Linked DNA regions of Capsicum annuum: region 2 is linked to region 1. A link is a contact called in public Hi-C data. All regions are on one chromosome and are shown on one strand. The core of a region is the stretch at or near the end of the contact, and the rest is flanking DNA. Distances in the headings are between cores, read along the strand shown. Region 1 has its middle 20 kb from the start of LOC107851056. Region 2 has its middle 52 kb from the start of LOC107850900.

Region 1 (5,860 bases), core at 1,777-4,276:
AATGATATATTTGAGACATTTTGCTTAATTTTTTGGCTCATTTAATTAATGATGTGGACGAATCATTGTTGACCACGTGTATAAAATGGTTTTGCCAAAAACCACCAAATTAGATTATTAAAAAAAATGACATGAATGAGCCTTTTTTATAACGACAATAACATAAATGAACCAAACTTTAAACGAATAATATAGATAAATCTTTTCTCAAAGCTCACTATATGAATCCCATTCGATTCAGTTTGAGACAATTTCGTTCAAATATTCAGTAATTGTCTTAAACAAGAAAAAAAAATAGAAGAGATAAAAACAACGAAAAGACAAAAAAATTAGAAGAGAGAAAAAACGAAGAAAAGACTTGGAAAGCATTTTCTAATATCAAAAAATCACCCAAAGATAAGCTGTTTGATGAAACATATGAAATGGAAATCAGAAAAAATAACGAAAATGAGAATACAATATTTTTCAATAAACTTCAAAAGTAAAATACAAAGTACTAAAACAAATTGAAACAAAATACTCAAAACAACGATAAACCGTCTAGGGAGAGTAGAGTGTGCGTAAATTTATCCCCATCTTATTAGATAAAGGAGCTATTTTTGAAAGATCCTCAACTCAAATAAAGTAAAAATGCAATATTTATGAAGACATAAGTAACAGTGGCTCAGTAAGAAAACAGAGGGATATGAGACAATAGGTAGTAATAGAAAAATAATAAAAATACGAAAATAAAAAATACCAAAACTAATGCAAATCCTACTAGCCAGAGAGACCCCACGCAAAACTATTAGATTTTATTTTTTTTCATGTAATCAAGAAACGTAAGAACAAATAACCATAAGAACCAATTTGGGTGGACTATATCAATATGAATCCATTCAACTCTGTTGCGTCGGTCTGAGCGAAAAGAAAAAGACTGGTAAAGTATTTTCCAATATCAAGAATCCCAAAAGAGATATGAAATGGGAATACTCATCCAATATCAGTATTTTCCATATATAGATTAAAAACACTTTAAAATGAAAGATCAAGAAATTAAAAAAAAAGGTAGCCTAGTATACTGAAACTCTCGCTATGCATGAGGTGTGGGGAAAGGACCGAACACAAGGATTAATTATAAATAAACTTATCCTATATTTTTGCAAAAGCCTTTACGGATATTGTTTGAAAGCCAAAACAAATAAACGAAAACAGTTAATTATATTGTTTCAGTTCTTCAAGAACCATAATAACAAAACATAATCTTTTCTTTTTTTTGTACCTTAGGAAGTTTGGGAATGTCATTGGAAGGAACATATGAACATGTTCCGGCAGCATAGTACTAAAAGCTATAACGCAAAAGGCATATGTTAACAACTTTCGAAGAATCAACAACTTCCTTTTCAACAGCCTTTTCGTCTTCTCCATATTGGACAAGGAGTATGTTTATCAAGACTAAGTTGACGGCTGATTTTGATTTTTTTTTTTTTTTTTTTTTGGTTTTTCCTTTGGTTTCACGTTGGGTTTGCTAATTATGTACTTCAGTTTGTTACAATTTACATGGGACTTTATTCAGGAATTTGTTACAGCATTTAGAGAGAGAGTATTACTGTTTTCCCACACATTTGATTTTTTTTGTTTTCCATCCGATGTTCGATATTCGCATTGGAGATCGACTAACTTAAATTTGCGTCGAATAGGGCCCATTTGAGGATAGCGCTCCCAACAGAATTTTTTCTATGCTCAGGATTAAACCATCGACCACTGGTTAAGGGTGAAGCAGCTGCACCACCCATATTGGTCCCACACATTGGATTTTGACGGTCAACAAGTTTAGCTTTGATTAAATTTTGCTATATATCTCTTAATTATTTTTAAGTTAGCTAAATATATTATATAAAAATGGTTTTTAAGGAAAATTTAACTTTAAATTACCGTAAAGTTTAGAAGTTTGAATCTTGAAATTTTTAATTATTAACATATAAAATTGGGACAAAGGGAGTAATGGACTTTTTTTTTTTTTTTTTTGAAATTTTATTATTTTATTGAAAAAAAAAACTTTAAAAAAAAGAAATAGAGAAAATTTTTAACTATTAACATATAAAATTGGGACAAAGGAAGTAATGGACTTTTTAATTCTTAAGGGAGTAATGGACTTTTTCATTCTTTTTGAAATTTTATTATTTTATTCAAAAAAAAAAACAAAAACCTAAAAAAAGAAGTGGAGATTTATACCTTTCGTTTCATGTATTGTGCAACTTTGCTTCCTTATTTGTTGCGCATTTTGCTCTAACCTTAAACCATAGTAATTTATGCTTTCATAATAAAGTATTTGTTTTAGGTTTAAAAAATTTGACAGTGAATTTTATAATTTTTAAATTCATCTCCAATCTAGCACCAAATTTTATATCAAATCTTATTTTGGTGTAGAAAATAGAAATTGGTATTTTTCATCTTTAACTCAACACTAAATTTCACACTATTATAGTGTGTGAATAGTGTCACTGTTCATCACCACCAATTACAACTTGATTATTGTATTATTATCTTTTCAAACTCCATCTTATGAAAATATACTAGAAATATTGCTGTTATTGTTATTTTATTATTATTTTTATCATCTAAAACTTTTAATATAACATATTATGAATTGTATTATGTCCCTGATATACATCATTATGTTTTATGTAATAGCTTTATAATATTGATTTTAAATACTAATTTTGATGTATAATTTTTATAAATTAATTTCTGTATATATTATTTACTATATAAATTGATTTTATTATAAATTATAATTGTATAGAAAAATATAACCATCTCAAAACTAAAAAGTGCAAATATATATGTTGTTAATAAATGGCGGTAGATGAAAATTATCAATTTGAATAATTTTTAGTCTGAAATACAAAAATTAAAGACAATTACGCAGTAAATCAATAACATTGGATTGAGTTTTTTGCTAGATTGGTTTGACCTTTCTTCAGCTATAACAGAGAGTAGTCTATTGTTCTGGTTCTATATAGTCTAACCTTGAAAAAAGAAGACTCATTATTTTTAGCCTGATCCAAATGTGGGAGATCTTTATAGTAGCCCTGTCCTTCCGACAAGAGCAGTTACGTCTTTTCTTAAAGCCCTTACTAAACCACTAGGAAGTACTCTACTTTGATATAATCTGAATTTTACCTAAATAAATGTGGTCATTTGAACTTCACAATGCATTAATAAAATATTTATGGGAGCAAAATACTAATCTTGAAAAGTTAAATATTTATGTAGAAATTAAAATAAATTTTATCATAATGTAATATTTATTTAATTGTATTTCATCAATGATTTCACTTTTATTTGAATTAGCATTAATATGAAAAATGTATCATATTTGTTTGCAATTTATATTATTTTTACAAAAATAATTTTATATTAAATGGTTATATAAAAAAATACGAATTTATAGGGTGAATACGAAAAAAAAGAAATAAATGATTTGTTTTATGAAATAAGAAAACAAATGAAATAAATATAAATAATATAATATTAAAAAGAAAGAAGAATATTAAAAAAAATTAGTATGAAATTCAGTGTAGTGCATTGTAGTTGGTTTACACTAAAATGGTCAACACCATTTTAGCGCGAAATTTGGTGTTATAGGTTGGAGATGGCTTTAAAATAATAATGAATATCATAAAAAGAACATTCAAGCTAAATAAGATAAATTTTCATATTGATAAATAAAGTTTTTATCATTATCTCCAAGGTAATGTATTGCAAATAAAGAACCAATATCGTATTAACTAAATTTAATCCTTATTATTATTATTATTATTATTATTATTATTGTTATTATTATTATTGTTGTTGTTGTTGTTGTTATTATTATTATTATTATTATTATTATTATTATTATTATTATTATTATTATGTCTTTTAAAAATATTACACTAAAAATAAGTAATATGTAAAAATACAAAAAAATAAAATTCTAAATTATTATTATTATTGTGTATATTTAAACCCTCTTGTTAGAATTTAATTAGGGCGAAAATCGTTTACACCCCAACTTTACAAAAAAATAAAATTCTAAATTATTATTATTATTGTGTATATTTAAACCCTCTTGTTAGAATTTAATTAGGGCGAAAATCGTTTACACCCCAACTTTACTTTAAAAATTAAACTCCCTCCTCAACTTTGAAAAAAGTTAATTCTCCCCTCCCCCCCCCCACCCCCCTTTCTAATTGAATCTTTTAAATGTCCATTCTACCCTGACATTATCAACTATTATTTATTTTTTAACTTCTTTAAAATAATAATAATAATAATAACAATAATAATAACAACAACAATAACATCATCGAAAAAGGAAAAGTGAGAAATGCAAGATAATGAAAATCCTACCGTGCATCCTACAATGATCTTCACACCTGTGGAGATATAGTCTCAGGTGCGATACAACATATCCAGTGAATCTTCTGCAACTACAGAAGTTACTAGCCTCGTGAGCTTTCAGAAGAGCAGTCCACGTCTAGTAGAAGAAAGCTCAGTGACGTGATAAAGTGTCGCAGTTATGGCTCCGCTGGTACAAAATCTCAGTAGGAGCAGGTAGTTCCTACCTAGCCCGACTCCATAGGCGAGACCCCCACAAGAGTGACCATCCTTATGCAGCCAATATTTGCAAGTGTTGTTGTACCAGACATCAACAACCCATCAACAACAATAACCAACATATTCAAACACAGAATTGGCTCCTAGAACTCACCCAAAATTTCATGAACACAAATCAAATATGCAACCACATTGAAAATGATATTCTAAACTCAATGAAATCGTCATATCACCAAACAAAGATCATTTGAATCAAATGTTGACCAAAGTCAAACATATGTCGTAAACTTTCAACTTCTAACTAACTGCTCAAAATCCATCTGAATTCATCAAAACCTGAATAAAAGATTCTACTAACCCAAAATTTATATAGTGGAGCTAACAAAACTATCAAATTCTCATATGAACTCGTTATCATCAAATTTTGACTCAAGTCAATAATACTAACTTTCATATCTTTCAAACTGAAAAGCTTGCATACTTCTCCATCGACCACCTCAAAAATCTTTTTGTGGGTGAGGGACCAATTCTCCATATTGTTCCTACCCACAATTATGAAAAAAAGTACCTCAAAAATCATGTCTCCCACATACACAGGACACAAGTACCAAAGCAACTACAAAGAGAGGTAAAATTATCAAAATTGAAAAATTACTATGATGGTTGCTATAATACATGCATACATAATGCATGTAAAAGTAAAAATATCATTAGATTATGCAAAAAAACTTATAAAAGAATTATTTAATTTGTAATGTTAATGAACTTAAATAAGAATCTATAAATACATATAAGGATTAAAAAATAAAATATTATGTATATTATAAAAATATTATATAGATGGAGGATTGAAAATGACAAGGATAGAATAGGCCTTGCATATGATAAAGGACAAAGAGTGATTATTTTTTAAAGTTGAGAAGGGAGTTTGAGTTTTAAATCAAAGTTGAGGGGTGTAGCTGATTTTCACCCAATTTAATTATGAGATATCCAACTTAATATTATTATAGTCACTTGTCATGACAAGCAACTTTCGAAGAATCAACAACTTCTTCATTTATTTCACAGTCTTATTATAATGATAGGTTCCATCATTACTAAAAATATTTACGGTAAAGGCATGAGAATGTGAGACCTCGTAAAATTTTAATATTTTATTTTTGACCCTCCAACATGTGTAATATGGATTTTTTTAACTTGAATTATGTTTAGAAATGTTAAAAGGGTGTTTTGAGAAAGTTTCAGAATTTTTGAAAGAAATTTGGGGCTATTTTGA
Region 2 (5,860 bases), core at 2,474-4,973, 95 kb after region 1:
TATCAAGAGAGCTTATCCATTCCTAAGTTCAAGCGAGCTTGTCTGTATCCTCTAGTGAGGTCTGAACCCTGTCTTCATGTGATTGGACTAGCTTGGGTAACATATTTCATTTACATGTCAATCATCAAAACTTCATTGATCTAACAGAGCTTATACCAACAATAAGTTCTGTTCTGTTGCATCCAGATGATAAACAATACCATGGAATTGAGCATTTTGAGACAAGCATCATAAGAAGGTCTTCTATCTCCAACCTTAAGATTGTAACTTTGAGTTATTAAGGGAGAAACAAATAGTGGAAGCTCCAGGAAGGGGTGGTAAAAATAATCACAAACACACCTATACAAATTTATAGCTTCCAACGTGTTACATATGGAACTCTTAGCCGAAGATATGGACAAAAGAAAAACTTGTACTTTCTTGAATTGCATTGACATTTACATTTGAATTCTTTTTATATCTTTTTATTTGTCATCTTTTTCTAAATGATACAACAACCCAAGATAATATGTATTTTTTGAGATTATTACTATTTAACGATGTCGAAGGACCATTTTCGTTTAAAAGCTTAATTGCTACTACTAGATGAAAGTGTTTAAGTTCAAAGAAATTGTAAAGAAAGAAAATTTAACATTTTTGAAGGCTTACGCGAGGGAATCCGATCTCTTAAAAAATTCATATTGATGAATTTTGTTGTTTAGTTATAGATTTTGTTCTTTTCTAATTACTTATTGTTAGTAATTATTACTATTATTCACTTAGGATAAGTTAGACTTGTAAAAGCAAAATTATCAAACAAAAAATGTTTATCATTTGAACATTTACATGCTATTAGTAACGTAAAAGCTAGAATTTAGAAAAATATGTTTATTTTAAAATTCACTGACTCTTATATTAACCTCTAGTAAATTACAAATGTTATAATTCTTGGAGTAAGTAGAAATGAGAAAACTTTATCAATCCTCATTTGAAATCAAGGAAAAGAATGAGGAAAGAAAACATAAGACTTTATTATGTGGCTCATTTATAAAATGTATTTACATTATAGTGAATGTCTATCAAGAATATAGATAAGATTTGTTAAGATCTACTTGATATCTATCAGGATATGAAATATCTATCTTCTACTAAAAGTAATTTTCCCTATAAATAGAAGAAATTTTTTCATTGTAAAAAACTCAATTAGAATACCTCAAGAGAAATAAGAATTACTTTCTCTTCTCACTCTACTCTTCTTCTTTATTATTTCATAACACGTTATCAGGATCTCAAATATTTTGCTGAAATTTAATCACATAATAACATCTTTAAAAATTAGATGGTACCACCCCCACAAATTCATGGGATATTTAGTCACGAGGTATATAAAATGTTTACAATTTAGTCACGGGGTAAATGTAGTAAGCCTAATAATATGTCAGGTGAAAAATTGATTGAGGTGTCCATCACAGGTTAGTAATTAAAATTATTTATTTATTTTTGATCTAATATTTTCATCATTACTTGCTATATTGTGTTTAATATGCATTGTAAAATAAATTTTCCTACTCTATAGCAAAGTGTGTGGCAAAAGAAAAGTGACCACCAGAAGTGGCTCTGTTTCATGTTTTTTTGTCCTTAAATTTGCCAACTACAAGAAGTCGAAAAAACATCGCTGGACTTTTGTATCTTGTTGCGCGATTTTTATTTTGTTTTGGTTTATTGTGCTATTTAATTGAGGGCAAGATGGTGAATTTAAGTCTCATCATAATAAGAGGGTAAGACATCGAGTTATAGTCTCGGTACACCTAATACTATATTGAGTTCAAGTCTCATGAATTTATGTCCTAAGATACTAAGAAGTTGAGTTTGAATCTCAATGCACCATATTGATGATATTATGATGGTTAAGGCAAAATAATGTATTTTTGATGAAAAGTCATGATACATGTTCCATTGAATATGCTCTATTCTCTAAAATGAATGTGGTAGCAGTGTAAAATATGTGTGAAAGAAAACAAGTGATTGAATGTACGAATATAAGTGTGAATGGACAATATGATAATAATCATCAAAAGTGATAATATTTTACACGCTTATTATGATTATAAGATATGTTAGGGAAAAAAATTTTATATTAGATGTACGCCTCGATTTGCTCTTGAAATGGCAATATCTTGAAAGAGATTCTATGCTATCATAATTTGATAGGCTTAAGTCATGATTATATTCCATTCCTGGAGAATGAGAATTTCGATTGTTATAAGTACAAATCCATTCCCTAAGGCGAATGTGATAATGTTTAGTAAAACATATCAATATAAATGTGTACTTGATTGTGACGATATCACAACTCACCTCTGAAAGAGGCAAAATAATTGAGAAGCATTATTTTAAAATCTATTTCTGAAGTGGTAAATCTGAAATTTATTCATGTAATAGTAAATCTGAAATCTACTAAAGTAAAAAAGCACATGCCATGATAAACTTGGAGCTTACTAGTATAAAAGTTCATAAGTTGACATGAACGATTGTGATGAACTCATAATCAAAATAAGCTAAGAAATAAAAAAAGTAACCAAAATAGGTCACCTATTTAATAAATTACCGAATTAGGCTAAACATAATAAATTATTACGTTTTCTACTTTTTTCTTAACGGTCAAATAACAGAGTTGACTTTATATAAAACGTAAAAAATTATTATGTTTTACAAATTTATTTGTAAAACGTAATAATTTCTTACGTTTTATCAAAAAAAATATAAAATGTAATATATTTTTATGATTTACACAAAAATCGAAATAAAAAAGTCAGTGTTTTGTCACATCGCCGCTAAAGTTACTTTTCCTAAAAATTGATACATCGTAAGAAAAACTTACGATGTATACTTTCCAGCAAAAATGTTATACTTTCTTCTGATGTGACCTAATTTACTTACATTTTATATTTCACTGCTAGTCCGAATAATTTTTTTTGCTGTAATAAATTTTTACGTTTTACACAAAAAGTTATTTAAAAAAAAAAAAGTATCAATTACCCCATGAACTTAGCACTTCCCTTAAATTTATTCTATATCAAAAAATAGCCACTTCTACACTTAATTATCCAATTTCTCTCTAAAAAAAATTATACTTTTGAGTTTTTTCTTTACTCCAAAATAGTGAAATGTTGAATTTTCGTCTATCAAATATGCTATTATCGAAAAGAATTATATATTTTTTTGTGTTAAAAATATGAAATTAATTTTTCTGATTAGTGTTTCATTGTAGTTTTCGATTAGGATTTTGAGGAGACTCACATACACAAATACGTTTCTTATTATAATTAATAGAGTAAGAAATCACAATTTAATTTAGGGGTGTACAAAAATCATACCGATAAAAATATTATTGATTTATCGTTATTGGGTTAATAATTTTTTAATGATTTTATAAAAAAAAATTATTGTGTTATTTGTTCGATTTCAATTTTTTGATTGATAAACCGATAACCTAATAATATTATACTAAATAATTATTTTACACCCTATATATATATACCACAAACATTAGATTTTTGATACTCCAATAATTTTTGTAAAGATTATACTAATATTTTACACCCTATATATATTTTACATCCTACATATATATAATTATTTACATAAAGTCAATTTTTTTACAATAGTGAAAGTTAAAAGACAAAGAACAAAGAAAGAAAGTGAGGCGGGGGGGAGGGGGGACCACATTTGGTGATGTGAAAGAAAAGGTACAACACAAGAAAATATTACAATTTGCTGGAAAGTATACATCGTAACTTTTTCTTACGATGTATCAATTTTTAGGAAAGTATCTTTAGCGGTGATGTGACAAAATACTGACTTTTTTATTTTGATTTTTATGTAAATCGTAAGAATATATTAGGTTTTATATTTTTCTGATAAAACGTAAAAAATTATTACGTTTTATAAATAAATTTGTAAAACGTAATAATTTATTACGTTTTATAAAAAGTCAACCCCGTTAGTTGATCATTAAGAAAAAAGTAAAAAACGAAATAATTTATTACGTTTAGCCTATTTTGGTAACTTATTAAATAGGTGGCCTATTTTGATCACTTTTTTTGTTTCTTGGTTTTTTTGGTTCTGAGTTCCTATTGTGACATTCCGAAGATGTGCATATTGAGTATTAGACATGTATTAAAGAATTAAAAGATTCTTCAAGAATTGTTTGTGTTGCTTGTTCTCATGATAAATTGGTTGGACCAACTAATATTGGGATTGAATCTCTTATAATTTTAAAAAGTATAAAAGGTGAATATAAGCCCATTCACCTGTTATGTGATCTATTAAGATGCGTCGATATAAGATGATCACTTGTGCATTTATTGTCAATCTGCAGTTTGACATTCATAAAGTTATTTGTTCAATATAAATGAGTTAAGAACATAATTTTCAGATTGTGTAATCAAGACAATCCATCTTGATGATGATGATTTGATATTGAATGCCTTCGATCTATAGCTGAATTATTGCTAATGAGAAAAAAGCTTCATGTATTGGTTTGAAATATGATATATTATATACAAAAGTACTTGTATGCATCAACTAGTAAATCATGATTAATTTTCCCTCAGAGTTTGTTCTAAATCGGAAACCACACATTGTCTATCTAATAATTTTGATGTCTGATATATGATTAATGAATATATCATACTGCACAAAGATGGATTTCTCAAAGAAGATAGAGGATATATGTTAGTTTTCCTAACACAAAGGGGAGATTATAAGGAACTATGAAATATTTTAGAAATTGTCATCAAATCCTCATTCAAAATATAATTCAAGTCAAATGTCAAAAGCATCTCATATTTAAGCTGCAACTGCTCCTATTTGTGCCCCTAAAGGACAAAATCTATGCATGTGTAAAACATGGTAGACCAATCGGGTCCAAATGAAATAATCCTTAAAAAGAATAAGGAGCAAATAATTATTATAAGAAGGCAATATGCTCTTGAAAAATTTACCACATAGCACTTTATGAAACCTTATGAGAGGTTCAGGTACATGAAAATAATGATCTAATGAGATCTCAAAATCTTATGTCGCATTGTGAATCGATAAAAAATAATATATCATTAACGCTATCTTTGATACAATATTGGTGCAATATTGTAAAAGATTATGAAGATCTGAATTCTACATTTATTTAAGCATTTTGAAGTAGAAATATTTATCAAGTGATATAAAAGGATGCATCTTGGTAAGCAAAACACTTATTTGATTTGCAGTCCAGACATTTAAAAATGTCACACATGAAATGCTGAATATTGTCACTTGACAAAGTTTATATAAATTTTTAAGGATTCAAAATGTTTGAAGCATATAAAAATTTCTGAAAAACTTATTTATAATCCTTATATCGCATAAATTTATAACTTGAAAATTATTGAAACTCTTGGAGAGTTTTCAAAAGCGATAGATTATCTGCTCAAAATTGAAATGAGAAATATGCAAAGTTGGATTGGATCCTAAAGTACCATATCTTGTGCAATTGATGCATTTACACATCTTACTACAACTATGAGTATTATATAGTTTTACTTCTACATAAGAATGATGAAGTAGATCACTTGCATATTGCAATTGAAAGTCCTTGTATTAATGTGTTTATGCTAACACATATTGTCAAGTTTTTGAATACACATGATATTCATATGATCGACATAATGGTTCAATACAGACATATTGCCTATTGTCATGAAGGCTCACTGTCATATCATATATACATAACATTTATATTAGGCTAAGATGATAACTATTCATAAAGCAAATGAAGAGTGTATGTGACTAAGGTCAATGATACATCTCATTTAAGAAAAAAGTGGTTTGAAATATGACA

Evidence for each region. A called contact is a pair of places that touch in the nucleus more often than the background predicts.
Region 2: a contact with region 1 is called in a Hi-C map of leaf, with 2.5 times the contacts expected there. The contact joins two enhancer-like sites. A contact is called at or near these places in 2 of 5 Hi-C or Micro-C datasets (leaf and placenta).

What each region holds. Positions count from the first base shown.
Region 1 is chr12:109,345,660-109,351,519 of UCD10Xv1.1, forward strand. It overlaps the pseudogene LOC107849084. Among protein-coding and RNA genes, the nearest start is that of LOC107851056, 20 kb to the left of the region's middle. Within about 2 kb of position 3,027, at least 2 of the 5 cell types and tissues checked have an H3K27ac peak or open chromatin away from gene starts, as enhancers often do.
Region 2 is chr12:109,439,863-109,445,722 of UCD10Xv1.1, forward strand. No RefSeq gene overlaps it. Among protein-coding and RNA genes, the nearest start is that of LOC107850900, 52 kb to the right of the region's middle. Within about 2 kb of position 3,724, at least 1 of the 5 cell types and tissues checked has an H3K27ac peak or open chromatin away from gene starts, as enhancers often do.